2 separate regions of the Danio rerio genome follow, and region 2 is linked to region 1. Evidence: chromatin contacts called from public HiChIP or PLAC-seq data. All regions are on one chromosome and are shown on one strand. The core of a region is the stretch at or near the end of the contact, and the rest is flanking DNA. Distances in the headings are between cores, read along the strand shown. Region 1 holds the start of cramp1 (cramped chromatin regulator homolog 1). Region 2 holds the start of si:dkey-81l17.6 (a long non-coding RNA gene).

Region 1 (4,679 bases), core at 32-2,531:
TTTCATCATCTCGACGACAGGCAGGACAGACTTGATCGAGCACATATATAGATCACGTACTCGCAGGGGGTGTGGTGTGGTGCTTTGCACAAACAGAAGTAAATAAAACATTAAAACAAGTAAATATATATAAACACACACACGTGTAATATATGCAGATCTTTAGTGTGTGTTAAAATAAAAAAATGTGCATTTCTCAATAAGCGCCTTGCTTGCTTGATTAGGGTGTGTCTTAAGTTTAAGAGCTTCACACTTTGTCAAAAATGAAAAAAAGAGTGAGCAACTTAGTTGTTTACTATAAATACGTGTTGTTAATGATTTACATGCATGTTTAGATGTTAGAGAAACATGATGTGCAGTATATTTGAAACACTACTGCACTCCAGACTGAGAACTCTCACTTTATCTTGGGCTCAAATCAACTTCCAGCTTGATTTACTCCACGAATAGCCTTTTAATAATGTCTTTATGAAATCAGATCTAGCTAGGCTCACTTCAGCTGCTCAACCACTGCTCCCTACAGCTGCAGCTGTCAATGTCCAACAGACACCAAAACCTCAGATAAAACCAAATGCGTTCATTTCATCCTCTTGAGCATTCTGTGAAACATCTCCATTGCTTTAACAGTTAAACATCAAGCATGTATGTGCTTGGAGAATAACCTCACGCGAGTGAACACTATAGGTGACATAAAGTCTTAATAATACATCTACCTGCTTGAGAATTTCACACATACACATTTGTGGATTCAATTTAGGCATGAATATAGATGATTTAGTCTCAAAAATGAGCCAGATTATAAACTCTCAGTTAGTTCTGAAAGCTAGTCGTCAAAGTCTTTATAATAGAGGGTGTTTACTTTAATTACACATGCTTGTCAGTCCACTGAAAGCTTGTTTATGGTAGACATTAATATAATTATTATCATTAGTAGTAGTAGTAGTATTTATCATTGCGAAACAGAGAAGATATTAGTCTGGTTTCAGCATGAGCGAAAGCAACATGTCTAACGTTAGCCAACCAGCCTTGCCAGCTGCACATTCGTTGAGAAAGTTGCTTTGCTAACTTGCTAGCTAAACATTTACCGTTATGTTTGCGGTAAACCCGTATAATTCGCTCAGATGTGTGATCCACACATACGCCTTAATAAAAATGATTTGACACTCTCTCTACCTGTTTATACGATGTCCTTTTGGCCTTCACGGTATCCAGAAAGACAAAACCGGAGGGGTAGCAGGAGAAGCAGTGAGTACTGCATCGCTTCCTGTTTTCCTCTGCTGTCACACACGCCCACCACAGCTCAAAAACAAATCCACTGATTGGTCTGTGCGTTGCGCGTTGCTGGCTGCGTAAAATGATTGACGGGGATATAGTCCAATCAACGGTGGAATGTGTAGGGGGCGTTTTTTCAAAGAAGCCAATTATAACGTACGTTTACCCTGCGTCATTTTATTCATCGTGACAAATGTTTTAAAATAACGGTCCCACCCAAAATGAACAAAGACGACACAGAAACAATGAGGGACGGTAAATGAGCGCAATGAAAGTCAAGTTTTGTTTAATTTATTAGTTTCCTGTTCTTATATCAGTAAACTGTGGGTTTGTATGTTATACATATGTCATGTATAATATGTTGTATATTTATTGTGACGTTCAAAGTTAATATTTTATTTTTATTCAAATACTGCAATATATTTCTATTGAGCATTACTTTTCACTGGTATTTTGTTTATAATATATAATTTAGTATGTGATATTTTATATATTTTCATAATTAAGTCAAGATTATTTATAATACACAATATTAAAAAACTGAATATAAAACAAAACATAAAATGCAAAGGTTTTCTCAGATCATACAAATAACGTTTATTAGACAATCTTGAAAGCATTGATGAAGTGATCTTTGTTTTCAGCGATCAATCCTTGTTTGCACAAATTAGAATTTTTTTAATTCTTATTAAATTTATTCAGATAATTTAATAAAAGCTTTATTATATTATATTTCATGCTTGTAACAAATCTTAAAAATTTTATATGTAGTTTATGAACGTAACATTTTATATACATTATACATACACACACACAAACACACACAAATATATACACACATACACACACACACACACACACACACACACACATATATATATATATATATATATATATATATATATATATATAGTGTATATAAGTAGTGTATGTGTGTATATATATATATATATATATATATATATATATATATATATATATATATATATATATATATATATATATATAAAGTATATTCTATTGTATTATATTATTGTATTGTCCTATTGTGTTATATTATGTTATTTTATATTGTGTTATATTGTATTATATTATGTTATTTTATATTAAATTATATTTATATTATATTATTTTATATTATTTTATTTATATTATATAAAATAATATTTTATTCATTCATTCATTTTCTTGTCAGCTTAGTCCCTTTATTAATGCGGGGTCACCACAGCGGAATGAACCGCCAACTTATCCAGCAAGTTTTTTACGCAGCGGATGTCATTCCAGCCACAACCCATCTCTGGGAAACATTCACACACACACACTCATACACTACGGGCAATTTAGCTCACTCCATTCACCTGTATCACATGTCTTTGAACTGTGGGGGAAACCACAGAAACGACAACTGAGCCGAGGCTTAAACCAGCGACCCAGCGACCTTCTTGCTGTGAGGTGACAGCACTACCTTCTGCGCCACTGCTTCGCCCTATATTATATTATATTATATTATATTATATTATATTATATTATATTATATTATATTATATTATATTATATTATATTATATTATATATTATATTATATTATATTATATTATATTATATTATTTTGTATTATATTATATTATATTATTATACATTATTTTATTCTATATTATATTATTTTATATAATTTTATTGTGTATTTTATATTATATAATTATATTATAATATGCTAAAAATATTATAATATTAAATAAAATTATATAAAATATTAAATATGAAATAATATCATATGATATATTATTTTATTTTATATATTTTATTGTATTTTGCGTTATATTATATTATGAAAAAACATATATTCTCTCCATTAATTTATAATTACGCTTCAACAAACAGGAAAACGAGACGTCAATTCAGCTGACCAATCAGCATCCGAGCCCAGACCATTTATAGTCTTACAGCCAATAGAATTCCACTTCGGCCAGATTGATTTGTGAGACAGCCAGTCGCCTAATCATATGTGCAGCTCTGTCCTGAATGCGCATATGTCATAGGTGAACTCTGTCCAAGCCTTTCTGGGCGTGGTCGGACGAGGCTTTTTCTTTTTTTAGTGTAGATTTGCAGTCAGCGGTTGTGGCAGGGCACTTTCTGCTGTTGTTGAAGTTGTTGCGTCGCGTCGCGGCAGACCGAGACAAGCAATCATGACTTCCACAAACATGTTTCAGGGACTTGAGGCTAGTGGCAAATCAAGTTCAAGGTATGGGCGCAGTGCTGCGAGTTTACCTGCAGCTAATCTTTGTTTGTAGTGGTTTGTTGTTGACACTTACATGTGTTCATGTGAATCAGCGGTCGTGAATCTTGAAAGAGGAACTTTAGCATGGACAAGCGCTTCATGCTAACTCATATTAGCCAAGCGACGAAACTGTTATGCACGTTACGAGGTCCTATTACCTAATATTACTCAATAGGTAAAGAGCAGTAGTGTGTTGGCGGTGAAATATGACAATACAAACAGTCTTCCTTTGCTTTAATGAAGCGTTAGTCAATGTTCATTTGTTTAGCCGTTAGCGGCATATTTGTCGATGCTCAAAGTTTAGCAGCCACATAGATGTATTATACTTTTAAATAAATGCGTGTTTTAATAAAAAATGGTGACCATGTTTTAAAACGTAAAATATTAAACGTATATATGCTTAATGTAGACTTCGAAATGGACACATTTCCTTTTTAAAGCGTTCTTGTTATGAAATTAAACACTTTTCGCATATTTTCTTGTATTTTATTGTTTTAATTTTCGTATAGAAAAATATAAACTGTTGTTTAAAACGTGGATTTAGACATTGGATAAAACTTGAGAGGGCCCATGAAAGCCTGACCGCCTAAACTTGCAACTGCAGTTGCGGCATTCCGCCTCACAATCTTTAGTGGCGCACTTGTGCAGTTTCATGAGTACTTACACAATTAAGATATTAATAATTAATTAGGACTGCACGATGAAAATAGACAATGTATTTTGGTGCATTTAACCATAACAGATTTCTTAAACGGATATATTTATTAAAAATAATTTCAATCACCAAACATACAAATAAAAAGATAATACAATTAAAGCAAAATATTGAAGAAACAATTACAATCTACAAAATTTCACCAACAAAAAAAATTTTTGCTTCTTGATTTTCCCTTATTTTTAAATTTTGTATTGTATGTTTTTCTGTTATGTCTAAATTTAGACGTTTTAGTTTTTGGACCTTTATCGTAAGCTATTTTGTTAGATAAGCTCCAGATTTGGCTTCAGTACTGACTAATCTAATGTATATGCACAAATATAATATTGTATAGCATCCTATTTAAAAGATAAATGTAAAAGTTAGATTTGAGTCGGGTGTACTTAAATATGCTGAGCACTGTATGTTGCGATAT
Region 2 (4,547 bases), core at 852-3,351, 180 kb after region 1:
GTTGTCAAACAGTATCTAAGTGTGAACTCTTGAAAAACAATAATGGTACAATATAATAACAATAAAATGCATATTGTAGGAACAATAATAACAGCAGTTATATACAGTTGAAGTCAGAATTATTAGCCCCCTTTTGAATTTATTATTATTATTTTTTTTCATTTTTAAATATTTCTTAAATGATGTTTAACAGAGAAAGGAAATTTTCACAGTATGTCTGATAATGTTTTTTTCTACAAGAGAAAAGCTTATTTGCTTTAATTTCCGATAGAATAAAAGTCAGTATTATTTTTTTGAAAACCATTTTAAGGTCAAAATTATTAGCCCCTTTAAGCTATATCTTTTTCAGGATAGTCTACAGAACAAACCATCGTTATACAATAACTTGCCTAGTTAATTAACCTAGTTAAGCCTTTAAATGTCACTTTAAGTTGTATAGAAGTGTCTTGAAAATATCTAGTAAACTATTATTTACTGTCATCATGACAAAGATAAAATAAATCTGTTATAAGAAATGAGTTATTAAAACTATAATGTTTAGAAATGTGTTGAACAAATCAGCTCTCCGTTAAACAGAAATTGGGAAAAAATAAACAGGGGGCTAATAATTCGACTTCAACTGTAATGCTGATTGTAACAACTTATTATTTCATCCTTATCTTACTTCTTTTTAAATCATCTCAGTTACAGTATTTTTAGTTGAAACTGGGTTCTTTACAGCACGCAGGAAATTATTATTTTTCGTGTAAAAGCCCTTAAAACAGTCAGGACACAGGGCATATGTAATATGTCATTTTAAACGACTATTTATGTTGATGTATTTGTTAATTGTCTGTTTTATAACAATATACGACAATTGATAACATCTTTGAAAAATAGAATAGATATATTAGCAGGTTACAGAAAAAAAGGACTTTTATGCAATCTGACTCCTCTGGCGTCCACATAGGTGGACAGTTGGGTTTAGGTGAATAAAAACTTAATTTTACCCTAAATTTAATTTGATAGATTACTAACATATTCATCATACTTTACTGCACATACTGATTTTTGTATTTACTTCAATTGACCTCCTTGAAGACAAGTTTTTCACAGATTTGCCTGAGGCATTTAAGGGTTTCCACAGTATGTCTGATATTTTTTTCTTGTGGAGAAAGTCATATTTGTTTTATTTTGGCTAGAATAAAAGCAGATTTTTTTATTTTTTAAACACCATTTTAAAGACATAATTATTAGCCCCTTTAAGCTATATTGTTTTTTGATAGTCTACAGAACAAACATTACAAAATAACTTGCCTAGTTAACCTAATTAAGCCTTTAAATGTCACTTTAAGCTGTATAGAAGTGTCTTAAAAAATATCTAGTCAAATATTATTTACTGTCATCATGACAAAGATAAAATAAATCAGTTATTAGAAATGAGTTAAAGCTATTATGTTTAGAAATGTGGTGAAAAAAATCGTCTGTCCGTTAAACAGAAATTGGGGTAAAAAAATAAACAAGGGGGCTAATAATTCGACTTCAACTTTATTTATAGCCTACACCATATATACACATCTTCTTTTAGCAGGTTTGGTTCTCCATATCTGCACGAGGCCTACAGCATTATTATAGCTAATGTAAACCCGCGTCATGTTGTGTGATTCCTCGTATTACGCATTAATAAATGTTAATATTATATAACATGACAGACCTAACTATTCCAATATTACCATTTGCTCTAACCATAGCCTAATGATAAGTACATTTAGGTAAGCGCCCACCCACAAACACCATCAATCAAAACCCCCTCTTAAAAACAACACAACGCTGCTCTTCCTCCATTATTTGCTGCATTTCATCACCAACCTTTGTGTTTCGCGATCCGTCCCGAGGCGCGTCCATGTCGACACAATCACAGCATGTAGATGATGTAGGACAGGAACATGAGGCCGATGATGGCGAAAAACATCAATATCAGGACGTCCAGCATGATGAGGGAGATGCGGAAGACGTTCGGTCACCAGAGAGGAGAAATGTTGGGCTGTGTGTCCGGCGGACTGCAAACCCTTCCCGGCTGCTCAACACTGCTGGCCGCCCTGCGAGAAACAGATGCAGCGGGCGATAATAATAGCCGCGGCCAGCTGATCAGTAAAGGGAGCATCTTTTTGTGTTGTTGTTTCTTTAATGGGTGAAGAGTGCGCTTGCTTTATTATAATACATATGTTTTCACTATTATAGAAAACCAAGCGATACGGATAAAAGAGGCTGTTTTTGTTTTATATCAAAGTCATTAAATATTAAACTGAGGGCACACCCCAAACATCAACATAAATAAAAAAAATACCATCTCTACCTGGCTCCAAAGCGTTTCGAGCTTCTTCTGTTGAACATAAAGGATGATGTTATGAAAGATTTGTAGCCATTGACTTCAATAGTATTGGTTGATCATCCTATGGAGGTTATAGCTGCTGTTTTCCAACATTTTTCAAAATCTTTTTTTTTTTAAAACAACAAAAAGAATCAGTCCAAGGCACTCGAAAAATGTGAAAAATTTAAAAAGCCTTTATTCACATGGCTAAATCTCTAAAAACCTACACGTTTCGGCAAGAGTATGCCTTCATCAGGGTAACAGTTTTGTTTGTTTTTTCTGGATTAATATCTTTTTTTTTGTCAAATCAACTTTGTGGTTTCTGTGTGAACTATCCCTTTATGTATTAATATTATGTATTAATATTTCTCAAGTGCTGTTTAATGGAGAGTTTATAAAAACATATTCATTCATTTCCATCCACAGTGGAATTAACCACCAACATATCCAGCACCTTTTACGTAGCAGATGCTCTTCCAGCTGCATATTCCAACATATTTTTAAACATAATTTAACAACTAATTTCTAATAAGCAATTTCTTTTACCTTTGCCATGATGACAGTACATCATATCTTAGTTATTTTGCAAGATAATATTAATCTCAAAGGCTTAACCAAGTAAATTAGGTTACTTTGACAATTAGGCCAGAGATTGGACAACAGTGACCAATAAAAATATATTTATTTTAATATTAATAATAATATTGACCTAATATTGACATTTATTTTTTTTAAACTAAAAGAAATAAGACTTTAAAAAAAATGGGAAATGCACTGAAAATGTCCTTGCTCTGTTAAAAATCACGAGTGAAATATTGGGAAAATAATTAAAGATTCTTAATATATTGGAACTTAAATACCTGATGAAATAAGTATAAGCTCTGAGTAAATGGATCCAGTTCCTGCGTAGACCCAAAAATATATCCTTGTGTGATCGATGTAAAAGTGACAAGGAAGACTTTTTCCATATGTTCTGGACTTGTGAAAAGTTGAGTGACTATTAGGCACAAATGTTTAAAACATTAAATGAAGCCTTTAATTTAGAGACATATCCTGGTGTTGAGTTAGCTATTTTAGTGTACCAGAAAGCAAGTTATCGTTGACAAACAAGTAAATAAATGTTACTGCCTTCGCTACTTTGTTAGCAAGGAAAAGAATACTACTAGAGTGGAAATCAGCAGCTTCACCTAAAGCTTCAATGTGGATGTGTGATCTGATTTTATATTTGAAATTAGAGAAAATTAAATATCTAATGAAGGGATCTGTCCAAATATTTTGAGACATGACAACCTATGATCACAGATTTTAAAACAAGGAAGACTCTCTCCTTTATCTGATTTATATAACTGTGCAAACAGGTTTCATTGTGATCACTTAAATAATTTGGTTTCAAATTTATGTAAAAGACCACTATAAATGTATCAGATTATTGATTTGCATTATCATGTACTGTAGGTAATTATTTATTTAAATTATTTTTAAAGTTTATTTTTTATTTTATGTATTATATATTTGTATTATTATTTTATTCTTTCTATTTATTATTATTATTTTGTTTTGCTATATTTTTTCTATTCCTATTGTAATTGTATTTTAATTTTGTTTGTTTGCTAATTCATTTCGGTGGCAATGTTCAAAAATGGGGTGAAAATTACAACCTTGATTGTACAAAATGTTTTGTTAAAACTTGAGAAAGTTATCACAAATAAATGTAAAAAAAAAAAAAAGATTCTCAATAAATGGATAATAAGTTTGCCTCATTAAAACATTTTAAGTGCTACATTTAATGGTAGCCAGAGAATGTTTCATTTCAAGGGTGTGAAATGCATGTTTAGATTTGCATTTGAGCTTCCACATACGCAAAATGAGTCTTTTTTTGGCCAGAAGCATCATCATCACCACCTTCTACTTCCTTTTCAGGAACTTTCCGAATTTGTTTGGCTGGATAGTCACTTAGAACTGACCATTACTAACAGTGAGACACGATACTTTAATATCACAGATTCTGCTTTTTACAAGCTTGAAACTTTAAACTAGCTTAGAGTTGGCATAACTTTTTAGTTGCAGCATTTTTGTGCGGTGTTGAGAAGGCTTTACGATTAATTAACCATGACTAATTAAAGTGCGGTTAATAGTGAAATCGGTAAATAGATGCATCCCTAACACAGCATTTTACTCCAAACTTAGGGGATCCATT

The links. HiChIP or PLAC-seq counts read pairs in DNA pulled down with a chosen protein or histone mark.
Region 2: an H3K4me3 HiChIP or PLAC-seq map of gastrula embryo shows a contact between it and region 1, with 2.4 times the contacts expected there. The contact joins the promoter of si:dkey-81l17.6 here to the promoter of cramp1 in region 1. A contact is called at or near these places in 2 of 4 datasets of contacts at active chromatin or transcription factors (embryo and gastrula embryo).

Annotation. Positions count from the first base shown.
Region 1 is chr3:14,554,803-14,559,481 of GRCz12tu, forward strand. cramp1 (cramped chromatin regulator homolog 1) reads right to left here and starts at 1,282. Exons shown (of 20, transcript XM_005163839.5): 1 at 1,174-1,282. All of the region lies in intron 1 of LOC137490042 (a long non-coding RNA gene), which reads right to left. It overlaps jpt2 (Jupiter microtubule associated homolog 2), which reads left to right and starts at 3,334. Exons shown (of 5, transcript NM_199575.2): 1 at 3,334-3,513. The coding sequence starts at 3,458.
Region 2 is chr3:14,738,312-14,742,858 of GRCz12tu, forward strand. si:dkey-81l17.6 (a long non-coding RNA gene) reads right to left here and starts at 2,102. Exons shown (of 2, transcript NR_170142.1): 1 at 1,849-2,102.